Regions from separate parts of the Mus musculus genome. Here region 2 is linked to region 1. Evidence: chromatin contacts called from public HiChIP or PLAC-seq data. All regions are on one chromosome and are shown on one strand. Each heading gives the region's core, a stretch centred on a gene start, on an enhancer-like site or on the middle of the called end of the contact. The rest is flanking DNA. Distances are from core to core; before and after follow the strand shown. Region 1 has its middle 20 kb from the start of 4930538L07Rik. Region 2 has its middle 86 kb from the start of 4930447J18Rik.

Evidence for each region. HiChIP or PLAC-seq counts read pairs in DNA pulled down with a chosen protein or histone mark.
Region 2: an H3K27ac HiChIP or PLAC-seq map of the NIH/3T3 cell line shows a contact between it and region 1, with 3 times the contacts expected there. The contact joins two enhancer-like sites. A contact is called at or near these places in 1 of 484 Hi-C or Micro-C datasets (embryonic fibroblasts) and 3 of 115 datasets of contacts at active chromatin or transcription factors (the NIH/3T3 cell line, astrocytes and embryonic stem cells).

Annotation. Positions count from the first base shown.
Region 1 is chr14:47,775,036-47,780,758 of GRCm38.p6, forward strand. No RefSeq gene overlaps it. Among named protein-coding and RNA genes, the nearest start is that of 4930538L07Rik, 20 kb to the left of the region's middle. Within about 2 kb of position 1,411, at least 30 of the 459 cell types and tissues checked have an H3K27ac peak or open chromatin away from gene starts, as enhancers often do. A contact at or near this core is called in the NIH/3T3 cell line, where this site is marked.
Region 2 is chr14:47,981,378-47,987,501 of GRCm38.p6, forward strand. No RefSeq gene overlaps it. Among named protein-coding and RNA genes, the nearest start is that of 4930447J18Rik, 86 kb to the left of the region's middle. Within about 2 kb of position 2,149, at least 24 of the 459 cell types and tissues checked have an H3K27ac peak or open chromatin away from gene starts, as enhancers often do. A contact at or near this core is called in the NIH/3T3 cell line, where this site is marked.

The DNA of each region.
Region 1 (5,723 bases), core at 161-2,660:
TGATAAGTGGACGGCAGTCACATTTGTGCAGCGTGCTCAGTGCTCAGAGAGGGTCTCAACCTTCAGCTCCACCTGGGGGAGGTGCTGTCTGGAAGAGCTGCCCAAAGAAGAGTCCCGAGCTGAGTCCTGACAATAAATAAGATTTTTCTGAGTGCAGAGCGGGGAGGCTGGGAACATCCTGCAAGTGTAATTTGTTGTTCAGTGAGAGTCCTTCGCAGGCTAAAGATGATCTATTAGAAGGGAGAAGGATAACACCATGAGTTCTTTCTTTTGTGATGTAAAAATAAACAGCACTAATATTTAGTGTGTGACTCACATTCGGATACGTATCGTTTATCAGCAAGATGACTTGCAACTTATGACAGCTTGACGTGGGGCATTTGAATTTCTAAAGGTACAGAAGCCATACACAATCTGATAGTCTCTCAGGCTGGTGGTAGATGGTGGCATGGTCTCTAACAGCACTGGGCAAAAGGCAGTGAGGAGCAGTTCTGGGTCAGGCACTGCATTACAAGGGAGACACAGAAGTTAAGAGAGTCAGCAGGCTAGGTGTATGGAACGGCAGGATATTTTCAACTTAAAGTGAATTCATAGGCGTGAAACCCTACCATAGGCCAAGAAACATCCATGCCTTGGCAGGCTGCATGCTCAACAGTGCTTGACTAAAGAGCTGCTACAGTCAACCACACTTGGAACCACTGATGCAAAACTTAGAGGTTCAATTTCTGGCTCCCACCTCAGGCTTTGACAGTGTCAAGAATAGTATGTGTGTATGTGTGTGTGATGTGTGTGTGTGTGTGGTGTATGTGAGTGTGTGCATAAGTGTGTGTAAGTGTGAGTGTGTGTATGTGTGTGAGTGTGTGGTGGGTGTGTGAGTTTGTATGTATGTATGTATGCGTGTGTGAGTGTGTGTGTTTCAGTATGTGTGTATATGTGTGTGTGTGTGTGAGTGCTTGTATGTATGAGTGTATGTATGGTGTGTGTGAGTGTGTGTATGTGTGTGTGTGTGTGTGTGTAAGTGTGTGTAAATGTGTGAGTGTGTGTATGTGTGTGAGTGTGTATGTATGTATGCATGAGTGTGTGTGTTTGAGTATGTGTGTATATGTGTGTGTGGTGTGTGTGTACATGCTAGTGTGAATGTGGAGGCCAGACGCTGATGTTAGTCATCTCCTTTTATTTTTCCATGTCGTTTTTCTTAAACAAACAAACAAACAAACAAACAAACCCCCTTTAATTGTTCTTTTTTGAATTTTACATCATGCACCCCAATCCTACTCATATCCACCATGTACCCTTGGGACCTCTCCACCAAGAGATAAAAAAGAAGTCTCAGTGTGGAAGCTGTAATGCATCACTGTGTGTCATACAGTGTACCATTTGTCCACACCCCTTTACTTGCGAATGTTCATTGCAGTGAGTCATTGGTCTGGTTCCAGGCCTCTGGCTTCTTCCACACCATCAATACTGGATCCTCACTGGGACTCCTCCCTGATAGCCTGTTGATCCTGTGCTTGGGATCTGCAGGACCAGTGCCTTCGTGCACTCCAGCAGTTCATAGATGAGGTAGATGTTGGGCCAATTCAAACCCCGGATCTGGGCCTGGGTGGTAACTGAGCTGGACAGCATGCCAACTCTCTGACACCCAGACCTCCAGGGTGAGCTCTCCAGGACTGCCCTGGCTTATCCAATGCTGTAACTGGCAAGAAGCAAAACCAGCTCTCCCATTCTCATGACCTTGGGACCAACTCTCCCCTCTGTCACAGTTGGTGAGGGAATCAAGTGGTGGAGCCAGCCCTCCCGTGCTCATGCCCTCTGGCCGGCTCACCCTGCAACCAGGATCAGCTCTACTTTGTTTCCTGAGTGAGGGACGGGCCAGCTCTCCTTCTCTTCCAAGGAGTGAGGCCAGCTCTGCACAACCCTCAAATATCAAATGGCTCCAGGCAGCAGCTCAGAACAGGGGCATCTGCCTGACATTTTTTGGATCACAGAACCCTGCTGCTGCAGGGTTATGGACCACATATGAACCTTGGGGGCAGCACTGGGCAGGACCTCACCATGGCTTTAGGTGGTATCCCGGGCTACCCACATCAGGCTGTTCCTCACTACCCTCAAGTCTCCAGTTCCCCCTCTCCTCACTGTGCCCACATCCTTCTGTTTCTCCTCCTCTCCCATCTCTCCTGTACTCACTTGCTCTTCTTAGCGCCACCTGGGGCCTCTGGGTGTAGAGTTGTCTCAGGAGTGCAGTACCGGAGACCAGTGGGACCCAGGCACCCAGCAACTCCACCCGACCCGTGGCATGGATTTCTTCCAGTCTAAGCTGGAGCCCTGAGCAGACCTTGGGAGTGAACTCCACAGCCAGTCCCAAAACACCCAGAGGAAGCTCCACTTCCAGGCACTCTAACACTTCCAGGATCATAGGATCAGAGGTGCCCCAAGCAGACCTTGGGCACTAACCCTGCAGCCAGTCGCACAACACCCAGAAGAAGCACCACTCCCAGGTGCTCTAACACACCCAAGACCACAGGATCCCAGGATCCCAGGAGCTTGGTCACACCAGGATCTCAGGGTCCCAGAGGCAGCTTGATTCCCAGGAGTTCTGACACAGGATCACAGGAAGGACAGGCTCCAGTCAGATATAGCGAGGGCAGGTAGCACTAGAGATAACCAGATGGTGGGAGGCAAGTATAAGAACATAAGCAACAGAAAACAAGGTTTCTTGGCATCATCAGAACCCAGTACTCCTACCACAGCAAGTCCTGGATACCCCCCAACACACTGGAAAAGCAAGATTCGGATTTAAAATTATATCTCCTGATGCTGGTAGAGGATTTTAAGAAGGACATAAATAACTCCCTTAAAGAAATACAGGAGAACACAGTTAAACAGGTAGAAGTCCTTAAAGAGGAAACACAAAAATCCCTTAAAGAATGGCAATCTCACCTGAGTCCCAGGGTCTCAGGGAGACTGGAGGACTCCACTCCCTGGAGGCAAGCTCTCCCCTGGCAGTGAAGGTGCACAGAGGGCTGTGGAACAGCTCCAGCTATTTTGAAAATTTTAAAATGTACTTACTGATAAAATAATTTCTCTCCTAGAAACACTGATAATCTTTTTAAAGTAAGCGTAATAGTTAGACAATGTACACAGATATATAATGCTATTTAAATACTCTCTCACTGTGTCAGGTGATATCATATAAGGGCTTTTGAATATATTTCTTAATGATTCATCTTTAATATTTTATGCTTTTTTACTATGCTTAATTCCCAAAGAATATTTTGTATGTTTTAAAACAAGTTAGTATTCAACATTAGATGTAGGATCTCCAGTTATAGATAGTATTAAATATTCATTAATGATATTTTAGGGTATGAAAGATATGAATATAAAGAACAAATTTTTTATGTATTATTTGATTCTCAAAATACTCAATATTATTAATATGTTTGATATGTAAAATGCACTTAAATAATAAAATAAAATTAAGGAAAAAAAAAGGGTGTGCAGTGCCCCGCTCTTGCCATATGACACTGGGCTCGGGGTTGTCTCGGGCTTGCTCTGCCACTGTCTTGTTTTTAAAAAACATATTTCTTTGCGACTGTTTTGTATACGTATATCACGGTTTTGGTCGGTTTCACCTTCCCATCATCCTCTCTCACCTCCCTTTTTATTTTCAAAAAGTCCATACTTTCATGATATTTATTTATTTATTTATTTATTTTTATTTATTTATTTATTTATTTATTTATTTATTTATTTATTTATTGCTTGCATTCCCCCCCTTAATTTTGATACAGAGTCTTTCACTGAACTTGGAGCTCATTAATTTGGCTAGTCTGACTGGCCTGCAAGCTCCAGAGATCTGCCCATCTCTGCCTTCCCAGCATAGAAATTACAAAAGAAGTAGGTCTAGGGCTGAAGAGATGAATCGGTGGTTAAGAGCACTGGCTGCTTTTCCAGAGGATCTAGGTTCAATTCCCCGCACCTACACTTTGGCTCACAACTGTCTGTGACTCCAGTTCCAGGGCTTTTTTCTGGCCTCTGCACATAGCACACATATACATGCAGGCAAAATAACCATACACATAAAACTAACATAATAATAATAATAATAATAATAATAATAACAATAAAATTAGCGAAATTACTTTTAGTGTGTGTTTAGTTAAATTTAATATATTTCAAATATCCTGTCAAGATAAGATTATTAGTCAATATTTTTCTTTTTGTGATGCTGAGGATCAAAGCCAGCTCGCCCCCCCAACCCTGTATTCTGGGGAAATACTCTACCATTGAGCCACATCCTACCTCCACCCTATTATAAAAGATTATTAAAAGAGATTTTTTTTTTGTGAGAAATCTTTGAAATCCTATGTTTTATCTGACGCTTATAACAATCCTGACTTGAAATAGCCAGGTTTTGAGTGACCAGTGGGCACCTGTGGCTAGCAGCAAGCCACGGTGCGGGTCCAGCAGTGTCAGGTCCTTCCTACCTCAGCTCTGCAGAGGAGGCTACAAAGATAAGGGAGCGGAGAATCAGGCACTCAAGTGCATCTGGGGAAGGCGTTGTATTCTAATCCGTCCTGAATGCCTTAGTCATTACAACTCTCTAGATCAGTAGTTTCATCTGTCTGGTTTAATCAGAGAGAACAAGCAACGGCAGGGACGGTTCCTCTTCAACATCCTGTCACCATTTATGTGACACTCCCGCCCCCACCCCACTTCTGGAGTTGGCTGACCAGGGGCTCATTTGCTCTTAAATTAAAATTGAAGCTGCATTTGATTTATCATCCTTAGCCGCCTCTGCTCACCTCCATGGAACCTTCGCTGGGACCCCAGTATCTGACACTTCAAAGGCCCAGAACTGGTTTTCAACTGTGAAGAACAAACTAACAACAGTCTCCTTCAAGCACAAGAGCCCTTGTTAGTGGTGCTGGCAGAGAGGTCTTGAGTATTACAGGCTAGAGAAGGCAGTAAGGGGGCTGGAGAGATGGCTCAGTGGTTAAGAGCACTGACTGCTCTTCCCAGAAGTCCTGAGTTCAATTTCCAGCAACCACATGGTGGCTCTCAGCCATCTGTAATGGGATCTATGGGATCTAATGCTCTCTTCTGGTGTGTCTGAAGACAACAACTACAGAGTGTACTCATATACATAAAATAAAATAAAAAGAAGATCTTGAGAGAGAGAGAGAGAGAGAGAGAGAGAGAGAGAGAGAGAGAGAGAGAGAGAGAGAGAGAGAGAGAGAGAGAAGGCAGTAAGGTCATTGGGAGGTTAATAACCATAGTTTACAAGGCCAAACTTGGGATCTCCAAGTGCGATGATTCTTTTCTTTTTGAAGGAACTTGGTTGTTGTAGGGAGGGAAGTAGAGGTTACCCTTATATATTTGAGAGGTTGATCACTCTGTTTCAGGATATCTGGTCATACTGTGAACCCAGAGACTAGATACTGGAAAAACCTGTCTCTAGTCGTGGTGTGGCTCAGCTCTAGCAAGCACCTTTAATCCAAGAGCTTTCTGTTTATTTTAAAAGTCAACCATAGGCCAAGAGGCGAATGAAGCAACCAGGTGAAGGGAGTGAACATAGGAAAAAAAATCATAGAGAGTGAGAGGAAGTCAGGAGGATGGCTAGAGAGAGACACAGGAAGTAGAAAGTAGGGACATCTGAGTTGGAAGTGGTTTTAAGACAGTGTGGAGAAGGAGAGCAGGCATTTTCCCTCTGGGACATT
Region 2 (6,124 bases), core at 899-3,398, 210 kb after region 1:
AGGCATGCTGAGACATTTGCCAAATGGGTATCTTTAGAAAAATATGTATGAGTATTGTTTTCTTGTTATGCAGGGATCTAGCCTTTCATACTTTCTTGATCTCAGAGAATGATACCAGTGAGAATGATTGGGGGAAAAGTGTGTGTGTGTGTGTGCATGTGTGTGTGGCTGAAGGTCAAACCCAGGGCCTTGTGGTCTAGCTGGGAAACACAGAACCTCGGCCCTGTATCTTTTGCAACCAGGTTTTATTGACCAAATGCAATACACTATACTGGAAATTTGTTGCACTAAATCTAGTCTCATGATCACCTTTGAGATGAGTGTTGCAGTAGCAGTAGAATCTGGCCCCACATATATGAGAAAGTAGGGATCCTAGAAAATAAAATAGTTTGGCACACAGGAAAGGAAAATTTATTGCATATCCCTGGGGTGCCACAACTAACATACTCTCTTGGTTAATTCTCACATGAGTAGTATTTTTGTTTGTCCATCAAAAAGTTCAGGTTGAGCTCATCGCTTTCTTCTGCCCGGTCTTGTCCAGCTCTAGCACATCCAGCATGGCTGCCACTGCACTGCGCATGCGCACTACCATCAGCCACCGGTGGTGTCCCAGCCTGCCCTGGTCACAATTCCTGGCCAAACTTCACAGCTCAATAGAGTTGAGACCAGCTGATGAATGCTGCAGACATTTCTGGAGTCCCCTAACCCTTCCTGGATCCTGCATTGATTGGTCCAGGTGTTACCATCACTGTTGTGACCACCCACCGGAGGTCTTGCTCTTTCTGGTCTTGCCCACCATCCCTCTCATTCCATCCATTCTCACACAGGATCCAGAGAGATCATCACTGGATTCAGATTGGGTTATACTCTTTCTTAACTAAGGAACTGTAGTTGCTCTTCATTTCCTTTGAACAAGATGTGAATGGTTTTTTGTTTGTTTGTTTGTTTGTTTGTTTTGGACAGGTCTTCATATAGCCTAGGCTAGCTTAAAACTTGATATATAGTTGAGGATTAAAATTCTGAGTCTCCTATTTCTACCTCCTGAATTCTGTACACTACCAAGTTGATTATGCAATGTTGGGAATTGAACCCAGGTGCTCATACATCTTAACATTTTACCAAATTGAGTGACACCCCAAGAATCCCTGAAGTCCAAATTCTGTAATGAAGCTTTTAAAAAGCCTCTTCCATGGTCTGGCCTCCACTTCTCTCCTTTTTGAATTTGTCATTTCTCTGAATCAATATAAAGATGATAGCAACAGTTATTGTTTGTGTTAGCTTCCCATCGCTGTGACAAAACTACCAGAGAAAAATAAACTTATAAAGGGAAAAGGTTTATTTTGTCTCACAGCTTTAGAGGTCCATAGTTGTCTGGGTCTGTGTTGGCACACGCAAAGGAAATATGGCAGAGGGGGTTCATCTCTCAGTAGGTGGAGGGCAAACTGCAAGGCTGGAAAGGTTCAGGATCTATAAGGACTGGTGGCCTGAGCTAAGTAAGCCCTGTACTTAAAATACATGCAGGTTTCCAGTAACCTTTTCTCCTTCACAACTGATGTTAAGACCTGCAATATAAAGTTAGAGGGAGCAGTTTTGAGGCATCAGGGATTAATTTGTTCCTCTAACACTCTATAGCACCATAATTCACCCAGCAAATACCTACTGAATTGACTGGAAGTCCCTAAATTGCTTTCCCCGTGACTCAGCTCAGGGCTGAGGCACAGTGATGAGGCAGAACACACTGGCATGGAAGTCAATCACTCTGAATTCTATTCCCAGCTTTTCTAAGAAAATAACGTGAACAATACCCACAAACTGGCCATGTTCCAGATGGTACCTAAGGGTTTCTTCCCTACCACTTCAGCAATAACTCTGACTCATCTTCTTATCTAATAGGTTCTCTCAAGCAAAATCCGAACATATAATTATGACCCAAACTCTCCCACACAGCTTTTCAGAGAATGAAGTTTAAATGTGCTCTCAAGGAGATAATGTCATGAGTGGGCACCACAGGTTAGATCTTCTCAAATACTTATGAAAAGACTCTATCAATGGAGCTGTTTCAAAATTATTACCATTACAGAGAATCCCAGTCCAATGTTGACTTAAAATCACTTCCAGCAAAATGGCTCAGCTTGGCAGTGGATCAAACCTGATGACCTGAGCTTCCTCCCCAGAGCCCATGTGGTCAAAGGTGACAACCAGTTCTCAAATGCTGTGACTCAGCATTAACATGTGTGCATGTGCTCACACACACACCACACACACTCACATGCTCACACATACTCACACAAATACTCATACTCACACATTCACACACAAATGCAAATAAAATTACATACACACCAACACACACATCAATACACACATATACACAGAAACACACATTCATACCTACACAGAAACACAGAAACACATACATTCATACATATACACAAACATACACATTCATACATACACACAAACACAATTACATACACACCAACACACATATCAATCACTCACATATACATACAAACACACACATTCATATACATTGTGTTAATAAAATAATCCCATATTTCTAGGGGATTGGACTGTTTTGCAAATACAACAACAACATCAACAGTAACAAAACTGGTCCTTTAATCTACATCTCATGCAAATTATTTAATGAATCCCTTTCTCAGAATGAGTACAAGTGTTTCCTTGTACCACATAATAACCAGCTGGTATCTGTGGCCAGCAGCAAACCCAGGGGACATTTTCCACTCATCAACTCAACTCAGGCCTTGGAAAACTACTAGCCAAACAACCTGAGTTTTATTTTTAATTTGCTACACTGTGTTGAATGCAAGACTCAGAGCATTTGCAGGACTTCTCACTGGGAATGCAATGCCATCTCTGTTCAGCCTGCAGGCTTGTGTGTTGCTGTTCTTTCCTGGTGGGTGTCCGAGAGACAAAGCAGGAAAATGTAGAGAATCTGAGGAAGTGTGACCCTATGAAGCAGTCCTTTCATCACATCTAACAGGCTTCTTTATGTCGTGTGCATTGTGCGTCTGCACTCCCCGACAGAGGCCGGGATTTGGTCTGTGGGTGAAATGCCATGCCAGTCTTTGCTTGCTTGGTGGCTGTTGCTTCATTACAGAGGCCAAGGAACAGAATTCAAAAGTCCTTTACCTGAAGCCTACAGAGGGGGAGAGCACAGGAGTTTTGAGGGAAGCCTACTCTTGACTTTACCTGGCCTCCCACAGCAGACACCTGGAACATGTTATCTAGGAAAGTTTGCTCTTGGTTAACAGAACTCCCAGGACACTTCATCTAGATAACTAAGATGCAAAAGGTTAAAGGTTTAAAGTAATGGCACTTGAGACATGTGCAGAGTTCAGTGGGAACATGAACTACAGCCAGATGAATATCAAGAACAGTAGAATTCATTGCTGCAAGCTGGCATAGCTATTGCTGCCACATACTGTCCTAAGGTAATGTGGTTGAAAGGAGACAGCTGATGGGCTGGGAAGCTAACAGATGTGGTCTTTGAGAACTACAACTGGTCATATTAAGGAGAGAGGGGGGGAGGGAGGGAGGGAGGGAGGGAGAGAGAGAGAGAGAGAGAGAGAGGGAGAGAGAGAGAGAGACCAGGGACACAAATGGGTAACGACAGATACTTGGGAAAATGGGTGAACACATACATTTGAATGAGTGTTTGTGTGTTGGAGGAGGAGAGAACAGTGAGGAAGTTTCTGGAAAGAAGGTAAGAAAAGGAGGTAGCTAAAGGTCCCGGGAGGCTTCTGTGTTCCAGTGCTCTTGCTTTTTATCAGGTAGGAGCTGGAAGGAGATGGCTTGGAACCAAGATGGCTTGAGCACATCTGGGTTCTCCACTTGCTCCTGTACCAGAGAAGAGTATGAGCAGGCCGTAGCTGGAGAACATTCCAGAATGTGGTATTTGACCAACCACTGTAATTACCCTGCAAAGGTCAAGAAGGGTAATGGCTAGGAGAAGGTCACTGGGTTTGGCAGTTGGAAAGTCAGTGAGGACCAGGCCCAGAATAGTGCTCTGGGTACAGCTGATGGCTGTGGTATGAGGAGGAAATTGTCTGGGGAGTAAAGGACAGACTCTAATTGTCCAAAGCACAGTAGTGTTTGTGGTTGTCACTCAGTCCAGGGAGTCTTGGCTCTGGGAGGAAGAAGCAGGATATAACCAACTCTTTGGGCTGAGAATGAGCACAGGATCCCCCGAGAGCTGTACTACGTGTGTGTGGCGGGGAGTGTGGAGGCGGAGCAGGAGGTTTGTCCTCTAATTGTGAGGATCCAAGCTGTTTCCCCATCACCCTTTACCTAGCTCAAGATTCCTTTCCTGGCTTGGCTGGCTTAGGGTTTTACTGCTGTGAACAGACACCATGACCAAAGCAACTCTTATAAAGGAAAACATTTGATTGAGGCTGGCTCACAGGTTCAGAGGTTCAGTTCATTATCATCATGGTGGGAACATGGCAGAGTCCAGGTAGGCATGGTGCAGGAAGAGCTGAGTTCTACATCTTCATCAGAAGACTGCTAGCAGATATTGACTTCCAGGCAGCTAGGAGGAGGGCATTAAAGCCCACGTCCACAGTGACACACCTACTCCAACAAAGCCACACCTCCTAATAGTGCCACTCCCTGGGCTAAGCATATACAAACTGTCACAGCTGCCATATTTCCTGAGTTTGCAGGGCATAGTTGTCCTTTGCTGTCCCAAGCAGTGAGAGGGAGGGAGGGAGGGAGGGAGGGAGGGCGAGAGCGCACGAGAGAGAGAGAGAGAGAGAGAGAGAGAGAGAGAGAGAGAGAGAGAGAGAGAGAGAGAGAGAGAGAGGGAGAGTCTCCGACTCCCACTTCTCATGGATACTAAAACATAAGGATGCTCCTCGTGCCTTGTATAAAATGGTGTCATAGCTACATATAAATTACGTGTATCTCTTAAAATACTTCAATCATCTCCAGATGATTTATAATGCCTGATATGAAATAAATATTCTATAAGCAGATGGTGTCCTATAATGGTTAAGGACTAATGACTAGGGAAAAGTCATACATGTTCAATTCATATATGCTCCCACCACCGGGATTTTCAATACAAAGCTGTTGAAGGGGGTGCCCAGGTGTGGTTCTGGTGAACATCAACAGGCTGGCTGTGCTCTGATTTTAGAGTTTTCAGCATGCAGTTTACAAAGAGGACCAGTTACAGTTCTCAGCATTTGGAGAGGAGCCCTGGAGCCCCCTGCCAGAGTTCTAAGGGGCGGGGAGGAGCTCTGAATTACTGTTAGCTATCCCTGACACAGGATTGCAAGGTCTTCAAAGGCGGAGTTACACCCCAGGGATCAGAGTGGTTTCAAATTCTGCTTCCCCACCCAGTGACAGAGCCATGCTGCTATTCTTTTTCATGGTCCTGTGACCCACCCAGCCACTGTGTAATCAATGTTTCCAGTCTTTTCCAAAATAAACATGTCCACGGTCATTTGCAATCAGGGAAATGAAAGTTTTCCATCTCTCTGTGGAAGCACCACTTAGTTTTGAAAACAAAGAATTTAGCAAAGGAATTTAATCTCTGGTTACTTTGTAATACATCTGTGGCACTAGACCCTAAGAGATCAGTTCTTTTCTCATCTTCTTTTAGGTTCAGTTAAATTCGTCACTGCCTGGCCCCCCACTCATTTCTGCTTTGTTCAGAATTATCAAACAGAATGGCTAGAGAGTAGGACCGTAACTGTATCCCATTTCAGGATTAAGCAATGAGGAAACGGGAGCCAAGACTGGAAATGAAAACGTCCTTGCAAATGATCAAGTGAAGATAGGACTTAAAACCCACAGCTGCCATTGTGCCAGGGAATTGTCTGCCCTCTTTGAACGAACTGCTGAGGGCTGCTTTGCATTTATATCAGGTTTTAAAGATAATAAATGCCATTCTTCCTGTTCAAATGAAATGTAATTTCACAACTGCTTTGAAGATAGCCCCTCTTTCTTTGTATCTGTGGAAACGAACAACCTCTTGCCCCGACACATCCCCAGCATCATACCTGTTTAGTATAAAAAGGGTTTGTTTGCTCTGGCTGACTAGTGATTTTATTTTAGAAAGAAATGACTGATTAAGAGTGGCGCAGACACCAGGATC